2 separate regions of the Cyprinus carpio genome follow, and region 1 is linked to region 2. A link is a contact called in public Hi-C data. All regions are on one chromosome and are shown on one strand. Each heading gives the region's core, a stretch centred on a gene start, on an enhancer-like site or on the middle of the called end of the contact. The rest is flanking DNA. Distances are from core to core; before and after follow the strand shown. Region 1 holds the start of LOC109051864 (radixin). Region 2 holds the start of LOC122136040 (mitogen-activated protein kinase kinase kinase kinase 4-like).

Evidence for each region. A called contact is a pair of places that touch in the nucleus more often than the background predicts.
Region 1: a Hi-C map of liver shows a contact between it and region 2, with 3 times the contacts expected there. The contact joins the promoter of LOC109051864 here to the promoter of LOC122136040 in region 2. A contact is called at or near these places in 2 of 8 Hi-C or Micro-C datasets (both in liver).

Annotation. Positions count from the first base shown.
Region 1 is chrB1:5,509,383-5,517,030 of ASM1834038v1, reverse strand. It overlaps LOC109051864 (radixin), which reads left to right and starts at 3,882. Exons shown (of 15, transcript XM_042716319.1): 1 at 3,882-4,085. hpxb (hemopexin) reads left to right here. Exons shown (of 11, transcript XM_042716320.1): 10 at 672-918; 11 at 949-1,124. The coding sequence ends at 898.
Region 2 is chrB1:5,336,769-5,343,607 of ASM1834038v1, reverse strand. It overlaps LOC122136040 (mitogen-activated protein kinase kinase kinase kinase 4-like), which reads left to right and starts at 2,998. Exons shown (of 4, transcript XM_042717567.1): 1 at 2,998-3,257; 2 at 3,572-3,637. The coding sequence starts at 3,201.

The DNA.
Region 1 (7,648 bases), core at 2,633-5,132, 170 kb before region 2:
GCTTCACGCTCTGTCAGTTAATAGCTCCTGTATGCAGTTCACTGTGGATTACTCAAGGGTAACTCTCAGAACTAATCTGCCGTTTGTGCCTAAAGTGAGCGAATCAGCCTGGCTACAGCCATGTGAGTAAAAAATATATAATTGTTCAGTTAAAGACAGCCCAGTGTTGATTCAGTTCTGTCTAATATGTAGAGTTAATCAATTATAAAATTAGTTAAATTGGGCAACATAGCATTTTTCACTACTATGAAGCCTTATTAACAAGCATTTGTAAAAAGTACGGTTAGCACATTTGTTTGTAAGGTAACAACCTTGACAGCTGTGTGGAATTAATGTTCAGTGTTTGTCATGTGACAACACTTAAGCATATTACTCTGACACATCTGTGGCTTATTTTATACTCAGTTCTGTCTACCCTGTTTACTTGCACCTGATATTTTTGTAATTAACAAATGAAGAGTCCTATTTGCAAAAACATAACTATTTTTTTTATTGTGTTACATATATACTTTTTTTTTTACCTAATCAAAATAACCCAACTGCAGTTTGATTGAAATAATTGGAATACACAATGAAAAAACATGGTTTTTGAAAATTGTTAAAAATTGAGTTATCTGTTATCCTGTGTCTCTCAGTTCCTGACATGACGATTGCCTCTTTCTCCTCCTCAGGTCAAAAGATGTATGACATTGATCTTGCAGCCACCCCTCGAGCTGTTAACATGACAAGACCTATTCCCTATTCCCAAATTGACGCTGGCTTCTGTGATGGTGATGGTGTAAAGGTGTTTATTGGTCCAGAATACTATTCATATCAAAGCCCACTGATTTTAGCTGTGGGCAAGATCAAACCTCCACCTCAAAAGATCTCTCCAAAAAAATTTGGCTGTGAAGAATAAAATCAAGGCAAGGAAAGAGCTTCAATTCAATTCAATTCAATTCAATTCAATTCAATTCAATTCAATTCAATTCAATTCAATTCAACTCAATTCAAGTCAACACTTTATTTATCCATTAGGGGCAATACAAGGTCATCTGGAGTAACATAAGCAATATATAAAAAATAAAAAATGAATGAATGTATGTGTAAAGAACCATTTGCAAATAAAATAAAGAAAAAAGTCACTGTGTAGTAAACGGGGATCCAAGATGGTTGGAGTTTTAAAAGCTGCACCATTTAGGGGACAAAGGTTGCCTTCCTCCTTAGGATTTTGATATAAGCCAAGAGGAGACTGGCTTTCCATTGCTAAAGTAAGGAAACTTTGCTTCCTTAAACAAACCTGTGAGACTAGCATATCTCAGTGGTGCGTGACACATATGTCTTACGCCATCCGAGGGAACACTTTCTGCATACGGATGAATATATGAATTTAAATTTAAAATGTAGAAATTTAAATTTAGAATTTAAAATTCATATAAAAATTTTGAACCAAACTTTGCAGGTTTAATTAAAAACAGGTTATTTGCAGGTCAAGCAGATGTCAGATGTTACATGATCAAACATACAGTAAATAAGATCTTAGTAAGAGACACATCTAAAAGAAATGGATTTAGAGCAAATAAATAACAATAAAACTAATAAACAAACAAATAAATAAACTAAAAAAAGCATACATACTAACAAAACAACCTTTAAACCAGAGCTGAAGTGAAGAACCCAATTTATTATAAGGAATATAAAATGTACAGTAAACATCATGTTGACTTGACTAATTAAATTTGCACTTGACTAGAAAGTAAACACACATGAACACAGAAGATTCACCAAAAGTGGTGCAGAAACTAAATACACAACAAGGAACCATGGCAAACTTGAGGGCTTAAAATACACAGAGACTGGATAATCACTGGAATTGCTAGAGAATCACAAGACACACCAGGAGCTATACTGTGAACATGACATTTATGCATTTAGCAGATACTTTTATCCAAAGCTACTTAGTGCATTCAGGCTAACATTTTTTTTTACCTAACATGTGTTCCCCTGGGAATTGACCCCACAAACTTTGCTCTACCACTGAACCACAGGAACACCTGAATACAAAATAAAAGACAAACACATGAACAAAACCTACACCAACATTAAAAGTTCTTGAAAAGTTAGAGAATTTTAGATATGCTATTTTCACAATGCAGCAATATTACATTTGCAGCATAACAGTATATCCCTTTAATAATGCACTTAGAGTGGTGTAGACTTCTGGTGTAGGCAAACTGAAGAAAAGTAATGAAAATAAAAAAGAGAATTCCAACTGGACATTTTAACAAAGATATATCAGGGTTAATCTAAAAATATCTATGCATGGTGTGTATTTAATTCAGTTCTGTGATTTTGTGTCATTCCTGCTTTACTGTTGTGTATTCATAGATCTTGTGAATAGATACTCAGTTAAGAATTGTACCGTTTTCTTTGAAATGTGCACAAAACATAAAGGTGTTCTGCATTAAAAGCTTCCTCAGTTTGGAACCAGTGAATATAACAGACAAAGGTACATATTCTGACATTTTTTTTGTGTTATACAGAAGATAAATAATGAAGATGTCTCCCAGCTGTCCAACCTTAAAATTCTATGTACAGTAATATACAAGTGTAGAATTGGCCGTCAGTGGTTTGGTGGCTTTGCAGAAGTTAAATCTGGCCTACAACAAACTGACAAATATTTTTAGGAGGCATCTTTCATTTTTAAGAACCTAGTAAACCTCACTGAGGTGCAATGTGTAAATAAAACTTTCCCCAGAGGTTTTTCATGGATTACAGGATGACAGTGCTACATATTTAAACATATATAAACAGAAACATATATGAAACAAAACAATATAAACATATAGACATACAGTATAAACGTACACTAGCTAACCTATTGAAAGAATAGACTGAGATTGATCTCTCTATTATCAGGCTATACAATGTCCCTGTTGCCATAATCAACCTACCGGAAAAAAAATTAGAACAGTATCTCAGGAAACCTTAGTATAAACTTAGTTAAGCAGTTCCAGCATCACAGTGACACTTTAGGACAAATTGACACTAAATAGACAAAAGACAAAGATGTGGAAACATTCAACAGATGTTACAAACAAATATACACAAACAGGCCTATATACAGAATATATACTACATGACTACATGATACTACAAAAATTTAAAGTGTCTTAAATTAATCTTATCATGAGTAGCCTACTTATCGCTGTATAAAATTCGCTTCAATGTACATTTTAGTGATATGTATGTGCATACTTAAGGATAGCATTCCAGTTAAGGGTAATCATACTTCATTCAGTAAAACGTTTAGCTTACCAAAAGTAAATAACACAGAAGAGAAACGACCCTCAGCTGACTTCTTTAGTGCACAATAATTATTTTTCACTAGATGGCATCACATAGGAACTTTTGTAATAGACTACTGTTTTAGTAAGGTCACATTTTACTCGCTTTTCAAACATAAGATATATCAACAAGGTCACTAGTCTGTGTATAGAGAGAGAGAGAGAGAGAGAGAGAGAGAGAGAGAGAGAGCTATTAACCACAGCTAATAATGTCAATTAAAATAAAGCACGTTTCCAGTGAACTGTGAATTGGACATGGCTTAGACTGTTGTTTCCTAAGCACTCAAACTTTACAGCAATCAACTCTTCGTGCATTTACCCCGATATGCTAATACGTTGAAAATTTTAAAACAAGTTTTTATGTGTAAATTTGACTAGGAATTTAACAGAGTGGATATTTGGAGGTTAAATAAAATAATAGAATAGTCACAGAGCGTTACGTGTGTTGTAAATGTTTCTGGGTTTCCGCTTGTGACCCCTCCAAACTAACACTAACCTAACATGGAGGGGCGCACGTCTCCCCTTCTCCTCTTTCAGCGAACCACGCCCCATGCTGCCTTCTGACGCCGGCCATATTGACTATTTTAGCTAATCTCCTTGCGGTAGCTTGTAGAGCTTCTGTAATCGTCACCGTTATAACAGCGTGCCATTGGATATACGGTGATCGCGACTTGGAAATAACAGTTCGCATTTATCTGGAGAGTGACTACATCTTGGGGGACATTTTCATTATTTTAGAAAACGCAGTGCATTCCTGAGGTGAGTTTTTGGGTTATTTTTGAATGACTTGTCTTGAGCACCTTCTGCGTAATGTTACGCTTTCTTTTAAGGGGTCTCTTGTCTTTAAAGCCTCCTGCTGTCACCACCTCCGCAGAAAGCAAAACAGCATTTGCTGGTTTGTATGGACCACTAATAAGCCATTTTAAAAAGCAAAGCTTGTGTGCACAAGTCCAATAGATACTAATAACATTTCAAATGATAGTGTAAATCAAGCCTTTAATACGAATGGCATAGTCAGCGCTTGACAAGTTTGGAGTGAAAGGAAAACCAGTTATTATGAAATTGTCGGTGACCCCTATTTAAATCTTAATGCGACAAGTGTCATGGACACACATTTTCGCAACGTAATTTTAATGTATTAAAAACATTATTGACAACAGTCAGGCTGCCTTGAATATAACTGGCAGTTTGTTGGGTATCAGGCTATGTCTCAACGGAATTTTCCCCTTCACAGCCGTGTCTGATAAAGGTTAATATCTCAAGCTTACTATATGCTTTTGATGTGCTATTTTAGAGGCCTCAGAACGTTAAGAAAAGCGCTGGCATTCCTTCAAAGTAGGCGAAATACTACCAGCTAATTTACATAGAGCCTAATCTCGTAATAGTGTTACTAGATTGCCTTTGGAAATGTCAATAATTAAGGTTAAGTAAAAGGCCTGAGACAATGCTTCTGACTTGTTTTACATGACTCACGATGCCTTAATTAATTATAATAGGGACACATAGCCCACTATTTATGAGACATTCTAAAACGCCTTATTAAAACCTGTCGTTGTCAGCAGGGACTGCAATTGGTATAAATTTAGCAAGGAAGAGCGTTCATGTATCAGTCTCAGACGTCGTCGCTACGCAAATTCCTCAGCGTATGGAGCAAACGAAAGACTGGGGTCAGTAATGTTGCGTAAATTTGTTCATGCATTCAGATTTCAGTAGACTGAAGACGTAACCTAGTTCATACAACAAAGCGAGAAAAAGGAGCGTGTGCTGCATTGGGCAGTGATGATTTTAAGCTTGATACCCAATGGTTAAATTCTGGTAGATCTTAAAACCTCCTCTACCTAATCTCATATCTACTGTATGTGAACTAATCATTCTAGGCTACAGTTTATGCTAGATTATACTTATTTTAAAGGCTGAATAATATTTATTCATACATTCATTCAAAATGGGTTTAACAATTGAATGTTTTTCACAGAGACTGTAAACTTTTGTAAAGATCAGAAGATGTAGTATTTAGAAGTGTGATTCCACTGTAGGTCACAACAGATGTGATTGAAGTGTTGCTGTACAAATACATGCTATTTGTTTGAGACTAGCTGACTTTAAAAAATTAAGTAATTCTCTTATAGGCTATATATTTTTTAGGAAATTAATTGCATGCTTTTGTTCCCCTGCCATCAATTTGTCTAAAGCCCTAAACACACTGCACAATTTTTATAAGTCTTACAAGATCATTCCATGTCACACTGTGTGACATGGATCTAATAAACTTGGCTAAGACATGTGTGTAGGCTGTATAATGATGATACCTGTTGACTCATACGCTACAACGCACATTCCTAATAAAATGTCATCAGCATGCACTAGTAGTAAACAAAAAGCATGATAAATCACACTTTAGCAGTTGTATTTTTTATGCGTGCTGAAAAAAACTGGAAGCGGTGAAAGAGGAAGGCATAAGAGCTTGAGGTAAGCAGTTTTATGTTTAAGCGCCACATCGTGTTGATTTCATGTCACATTTTTATTGGTTGGTCAGTAAATGTGGATTGTACCAGCAAACACACTGTGCAATGAAAATGTTGTATTGTAGGTTATCTTTGGTCGCAAGATCATGACAACAGCCATCTTTAAACCTCTCTCACTGTACGACACGGGACCACCGATTAGGAGCCACGATCACAGAAATTGCCACAGTTGTTTCACGATGCCAGTCTTTCATCTGGGAGAGCTGAAAATCGTGCAGTGTCTTTAGGGCTTAAGTTAAATGCCGTTTTTTTTTTTTTTTTTAAGAAAAATATGTAACTACTAAAAAAAGGGCAACATTCTCAGTCTGTGTTTTAGTGTAGAGAAGAAAATTCAGATTAACATGACTTAGACCTACATCTGTCAGATGGAATCTGTGGGTCATTCTAATATTCCATTTATGTGTTTTTGTTTTACTCTTTGATGAACATTTGATGCTATAATATTAGTCCCAGGACCTGTGAGAGACCACTGAACTCATATTCAGTTGCCTGCAGTATAGTTGTAGCCCTGCTTCTGATGACAGCGGTGTCAAATGACTACTTGCCACCATTTGTTAATGACACAATTAAACACCCATGTTCAGTGTGACGATAGCCAAGTGGTTACCCAGTCAACCTTTTGTTTCTCTTCAGGTTTATATATCTAAAAGTATTTTAATCATGGGTCAGAAAAAGATTCAGAGTCAACATAATAAAAACTATATTCACTTTCCCGGCAGTATTTTACACCTGTACAATAGGGCTGGGTTTTGACACAAATTTCACTATTCGATTCGATTATCCTTCACAAGCTTACGATTTGATTAGATTCCGATTTAGATCCGATACAATATCGATTATTTTCAGTATACTCTATATCACGTCCATTACTGTGGAGATGGCCAGCAGCGTCGCCATATGGCAACTTCATCTTTGCAGCTGACATTGACTGAGAAAGCACTAGTTTAGTAATAAATAATTACAATGTCATATTTTTCCCCAATGCATTTATAATCAGTATTTTGCCAGTGCTTTGCGGCAATCTTTATGCGCGCTCTTGAGCTTGGGATAGGCTATGCCTAAATGCTGATATATTAAAGAATGGTTTAGTAGGTTATTATATTAATATATTTAATATAAACGTGCAACTAGTTGACTAGAAGAAAATCTTTAGTCGGGCAGGAACCGATCCATTTATAAAATAAAATGTTATGACATTACAAAATGTGCGACTGCAAATCACTTCATGTTGTATTGCATTACAGCGCTTCTCATTATAACCAATCACAGAGGAATCTGTTGAGCTTATGAATGCAATGACCAATCAGAGGCGTTCAGATGAGTCATCACTACAGTTTTTTAGTTCAGTGCGCTCGCTGGCTGAATTCTGCTCTGGCGAATTCTCTCATCAGAGAAAACAAAGTGTAGATGTGTGTACGAATGGGGGTTTCAGAGCTTGAACTGAAGTCAATGATAATATTATTCTATGAAAATGCAAATCTTTTTTGCTCTCTTTATGTACAATGAAAGTGTTATAATTAGTAACTTACAATGTTTTTACTAAATTTACATTATATACAAAGTCAGTCATATTAAAAAAATATTTATGACACACATGACACACATATCTAGTACAAGTTGAAAGATGGGTTTTAGGCTAGTTAATAGATTACACTAATATTAGGCTACTTTTCCCATAGCCCATTAAAGATCAACTAACATGATCTATAAAGGTGCAAAATGTATACTTCTATTTGATAATAGTGATATTTTATGATAGAGTTAACACATTTGGGAAAATTTCAAATAAAAAAGGAA
Region 2 (6,839 bases), core at 1,749-4,248:
GTAAATTTGTAAATCAACATGAAATAAATCCTATTTTATATTTGAAAGCAAAAAATTTTATGTTTCTATGTGTCTTTTCAAAGCCATTAATTGAACAAGTCAGAGAAGTCTGGGACATTCATTACAATGTTTGCTAAAGGAAGTAACTTTACGTGCTATGATGTTACTCATGCATATCCATGTCATTTATGTCTTAATAGATTGCATAAATATTACATGAAATGTTAAGAATTGAAATCATATTAGATTTCTTTCATCTTCATTCTATTAATCTTCATCTTTCATTTCAATTAAATTTTGTCATGAATACTACAGACAGATAGATAGATAGATAGATGGATGGATAGATTAAAAATATAAATAAATACCTTTATGAATGAATGCTACAGCTCTTCAACCATCAACATGACATAGAAACTTCATATAGACATGGTTGGCAATATTGCCAACATGAGTTCTTGTGCTTTTGTACTAAGGCCATATCGTAGAGTAGGTTTATATCAGCATCTGCTAAATAAAGTGTACTGTAGCTTACACTTTTCTGACTGGGTGGTCTTTTTAACCCTTATGTTGTGTTCCAGTCATTTTGACCTGGAGAGAGTTTGCCTAAAATTGCTAGTTAATGTTATTGTGGTACATACGCTCAAATCAATCAATTCCAAAAAATAAATACACAATCTTTGTAAAAGGCTAAAGATTTTTGACCAAAAAAATAATTTAGGTAAAGGATTTTCAGCACAGTACAATGGTTTATGCTTAAGTTTTTAGCAACGTAATACATCATTTTGATTCTTACTTTCTCTCTATTCAAGACATTCAAGGCATTGACTGAAAGCTGCTGACAACAGTGATGTGATGCCATTTTCAAAGAAGCTCATAACATGGAATCAGTGTCTTACAGTTTTAAAGGTATGTTTGGAGAATGATTTAGAAATGATGCAAGAACGAATTTTCAAGCTTGTGAATGTTCACATTCAAGTTTTACTCTTTCTTATAAAGGGAGCATTAGAGCTTGTTTCATAGACATTTCCCAAAACAAAACCTTTAAGAATTTAACAAATGAGAACGAATGCCTATGGTTTTAACAGCCATTTAGTTCTCAGCAGTTAATAAACATCTATACTGAACCAGTATTTACAATTGGTTAGAAAACAATATGAAGCAATTTGAAAATTTCAAAGTATAATTTAAAATAAGAATAAGGACTAAGCCCAACCCAACTCTTGACCTACAAAGCATAAAAAGTAATTTCTGCTTGTTGTCCATTGCTCTGCAGATTTTAATTTGCCCAGTGGCCATCTGGGAACTGGATAAGCATTAATGCTGACTATGCCTACTGGCAAATTGCCTTGCTAAGGGCTTAGTGATCAGCTCAACTGCATAGGGACTGATCAGAATGAATGAAATGGGTATGACCTGGAAGGATTCTATATCCCCACTGACTGTGCTGCATTCCACTTCACTTGTAAACATACACTCATGAACTTCTCTAAGCACTTCCCCTCTGGGGATTGCCCACCATTATTTTGAAGTACGATTCACTTCATCAAATGGAAGAGGAAAAATTAAATGGACAGACCCTTAATCCCTCGATTTTGACTGAGGGAGCGAGTCGACTCATATTTCATAGAAGATCACACTTAACTCCACTCCGCACAACTCTTATATGAATTAATTTGAAATTAATCACATAATATGTGCAGCTACTGAAGCTGACTGTTTTATTATGTCAGACAGGGAAGAGCAAATCCAGAGTGTAAGCCATCTGGCTAACTGGTATCTGTATGCTATGCTAGTATGTAAGCTAACTACAACAGACAATGATGGTTATTATAAAATAGTTTAAACAACATGTATTATAAGGTGATTGTGTAGGAATTGTGGGACTAGATTTCTCATGACAGCTGGTTGACTGATTCACAGCCAAGGGCAGGGCAAACTGAGCAAACAAACCTGAGTAAGCATTTCTTAGAAGAGTCACAATCTAGTTAGCAATTTTTGAATGACTGTTGGTGCTTAATTCAAGTCTATCAACCAGTAAAAAGATGATTAGCACTAAATAAAATTAAGCTCTGCAGAGCTCCTTCTAAGTCAACAAGATATAAAACAACCACTTTTGCAGTTACCTAAGGTTTTTTATTTTTTTCAAATCTAACTCATTCACTGAGTGTCATTTTGAAGGCTTCCCTCTGTAGGTTGCATTTGTAGGCCAAATATGAGGGTGTCTCAAAAATGTAATAATTATAAAACTGTCTGTTATTCATAGTGAGCGTTTTTTTTAAAATCATTATTTCTTTCTTACTTTGGAAAGTAATGGTTACTTTTCTGAAATGAGACTGCCTCAGTGATGTATGTGCATACCTCAGATACCAAATACAGCCGTTGTCTGTAACATTATTTAAAGAACAGAAAACGGATTACCCTATATATTCTTAACAATCTTTTAATTATGTATTTGGTTCATTATATTAACATTTTATCAAGTGGGGAAAAAACAGTTTTAAATAATATCTTTTGCGTAACTAGTTAATTTCGTCTCGATTTTGAGGGAGGACCCGATTTCTCACGACACCGACTTCCTGTGTTTAGCTCTAGAATGCAAGATTCACTTTAGAGAATCAATGAATCGGTTCGTTCTTGTGACACTTAAAAAAGCGGTTCACAAACTGACCCACCTATTCTTTTGAGCTATCAAAAGTGAGAGCCTGTAGCAATTTACTTTCATTTTGTTGGTACGGCTGAGTCCAAAGCTGTGTTGTTTATTTTTCAAGACATCATTGTTAACAACTGTTAGCAGTATTGTTTCCATTATTATTAATAAAGTAGACCTACACATCAGTAATGTTGAATATGAACACTATTAATTTACATTAATATAAATATAAAGAAAATTGTTCTCACGTCACAGTTTAACTACAAAACAAATTAATGTTAACTAGATTACAGTGGGGTGATTTAGAAACGCCCCCCCCCACACACACACACAAAAAAAGAACCGTTTAAAATGATTCACTGGCGAATCGGACATTTCTGTAAGGTACAGGGAGCTACTGCTCCAATCCCATTCAACTCACCATGAATTATCAGCGTGTGTCCTGCATTAGAGAAATGTTGCTATAGTAAACGAACCGTACACAGGTTTGCAGTTACGGCCGACAGTGTGAAGAGTATTGTTACAGCAAATATTATACAAATGAAAGATGGCGAACGACTCTCCAGCGAAAAGTCTAGTAGACATAGACCTTTCTTCATTACGGGTGAGTAGCCTCTACCGACTACATTAGCTTGTTTTCATTGTCTTTTGCAGTCGATACCGATGATTTCAGAATCCACGAGCGTATCGTAGTCTTTGTTTAAACGAGAGAAAGCGTTAAACCCATAATATTCATTTACGTTATGTGGAATAGCCATCGCTTAAGAGTTTCGGTCTTTTCTTTGTTTGAACTCCAGTAGCATACGTGTTAAATACATACCACGGGGAGCTTTATTTGTTAAATCCATTGTTTGTTTTGTTTTAATTTACATTGACATAGTTTCACAGTTTTTATTCTTACCGTTTGTTTTACTCTAGGACCCAGCCGGGATTTTTGAACTGGTCGAAGTGGTTGGAAATGGTACATATGGTCAAGTGTACAAGGTTGGTTTTTAAATCTAACTTTAAATTAATATTTTTTAAAAGTTGTTATTGTATCGAAAAGAACCGATAAAATATGTTCTTCAAAGCTAAGGGCCGGTTTAAGAACATAGTATGAAGTGGTATCGAGCACACTTGTGGAAGCTGCAACTTCTTTGTCCATGATTTTGCTTTGCAATTGTGTTTGGGATCAGAGGTTTTCAGGATCCACGCGGGTCTTTAAAAAGTCTTCAATTCCATTTCAAATTAAAATAACTTAAAGTAATAAGAGTCCTCAGTGTCTTAAAAATTATAAGTTCCAAAAATCAAAGAGATCTTAATTTTGGGGCTGAAAAACAGGAATTGTGATACAGACTAATGTGACTTAAAGGGGTCATATGATGCAATTAAAATTTTTCCTTTCTCTTTGGAGTGTTACAAGCTCTTGGTGCATGAAGAAGATCAAAGTCTCAAATCCAAAGAGATATTCTTTATAAAATTTAAAACGGCTCATTCTAACACACGCCCACATGTCTACATCATGATGTGGGAAGATTTGCATAAAGCCGTCCAAATGTTCACGCAAAGAAAGAAGCTGTAATTTTTATTCTTGCTGTTGCCGCTGGCGCCATGGTATGGAGACGCTGTGAAAGCAAAACTACTTTGTTTGGCTTTCCAAAAGAGGACACAACTAGAAATCAGTGGTTGTATTTACAACACTGTTCCAGAACAGTTCAACCCAAATATTCAGATGGGTGCAATGCATTTTATGGAAGATGAGTATGGAATTACATTTGCTTCTATAAAAATGAACGAAACGTTATAAAACTGAACATAACTTTTTCAGAAACTATCAAAAATATGCCATTACAAAAGAAGAAAAACACAATGAAAATGAAAAAAATGAACTCAGTCGCACAAATATCGTGTTCATAATTGAATGCGATTAATCTCAATTATGAACAGAATATTGCGTAGCTTGTCAGTGAACTACTGCTCTGTGTATTAACTGCCGCTCCCGTTTGAAAACAGGTGACAGACATTTACCGCTAATCATGGAACCGGCTTTACTGATGAGACACGCATGACAAATGCATGCGATTAATCGTGCAGCCCTACTCAGTGGCGCGCATATTGGAAAGCTCTAGTGATGATTTGTATTACTAAATATGTAAATAATATTTGGCCTTCGATCGTCTCAGTATGTAAAGATGAGCTCTTGTCCTTCAAGGCAGCTTGAAGTAAGCTTGTGTTACTGAATGACAATAATAACCCGCAACGAACTGCTGCACACTGTAACACTGAATACAACTTGAATACAACTTGTATCAATGTTATTGGTTACTTCAGTAACACAAGCTTACTTCAAGCTGCCTTGAAGGACAAGCGGGGGAGGAAGATGATGCCGCTCTGTGTCTCTCCTGAGAGCTTATCTTTACAGACTGAGACAATCGAAGGTCAAATATTATTTACATATTTAGTAATACAAGGCACGACGTATTGCATACAAATCACAGCGAGAGCTTTTTTTTTCTTTTTCTTTTTTATTAATGCAGAGAACAAAAACATACAAAAGTATAAACATACATCACATAATATCAACCACAAAAAAAAACAAAGAAAAAAAAAACAATAAAGAATAAAATGGAACTAAAGAAAAAGAGGGCCACAATCTAAACAAAATTACACAAGGAGATCAAAGGCAGAGCAAATTCTAAAAGTCCTTATAGCTTTCTTATTAGTAGATACTGAGGTTACATTCAAATAGTTTCTCCATTTCTTTTAGGAAAACAGAGAAGACAGGTTTACAGTTGGAGAATTTGCATATGTGAATGTGAAATTTGTTTAGGAAAAAATTTAATAACAAAACTGATATTTTCGTTTGTGGGGTCAGAGTCATAATACCCAAATATAATGTTTTTCATATGTGCTGAGAAGCCTGGCAAAATCTTACTTGACAAACGCACCAATATCATCCCAAAGTTTCTCAGTGTAGTGACATGACCAAAATAAGTGTACAGTTTCTTCAGAACTTGAACAAAAAGAGCTTGTAAAATCAGTCAGATTTAAATCTTTGTATAAACTTCTTTACAGGGTAGAACCTTGTGTATGAGCTTTAAATAAATTTCTTTTACTTTGTCTGTGAAAAAGAATTTTTGCGGTAGAGACCAGATTTAATCACCGCGAGAGCTTTCCAATATGTGCACCACTGAGTGGCGTCTGTACTTCCCGGTCAGAGAGCACCTGTCCATCAAAAGCTCACTATCCAATCAGAGTACATCACTGTTAAGCCCGCCCCCACGAGAGGTTTGTGTCAAAACACCAAACGAAAAACTGCGAAGCGTAAGCGAAATCTGTGGCAATGCATTCAGAATCCACGAATACCAAAAACGAATCTTTGAAAAACATTATAAAATAAACAAGAATTTTTAATATGATGTGAGCTTATTGGGAACAGGGGTGTGCTTATAGGGTACAAAAATGTACCCATTAAGAACAGCCAGACTTTTTGCATTTAATGATTATCTAATTAATCCTTTTGTCATTTAAAATAAAATAAAATATTAAGTGAGAGATTAATATTTTATTTTAACAACTTGTACTGAAACTGATATCTTGTGCACTAAAATGTCTCAGTGTAGATTTTGGTGAGATTAATAGGTATGTTTACCCTATTTACTGCATTTAATTGTTCAGCTGACTCAGTTAATCATCTGATGTCTCTGATTTGTGCCTTGATCTAAGTGTTTGTTAACCGTTGTTGTATTCTTTAGCACTGAGGATAGTCCAGCAAGGACTGAAATGTTTGCTTTTTGTGTGTGTGTGTGCGCAGTCACTTTTTTTATAAGTGCGCTTTAGTTTTTATCACCTTGATGTAAATCTCCAGGGAAAAAAAATCTTCAAAGTACCTTGAACTTTGCATTTAGTTTCTTGTGCAGATTTTTTGTTCTTAATCCTGTTCATCACATCCCCCTGCTCTGCACATGCCCTCTCTACATTTCTCTCTCTCACCTGTTTTAGATCATCAGCTCGTCAGCTTCATCAATAAACTGTATTCCAAATGTACACTTTGTGTATTGACAGGCATTTATTTTTCACATAGCTACCAGAGGTATTAGCAACCCTCTACAGTGTGATTAAATCACTTGCATGTGACTAAATATTCACTCTGGGTGACTAAATGATGTCTAATATTAGCCACTGGCTAATAATTTCTCAGATTTTA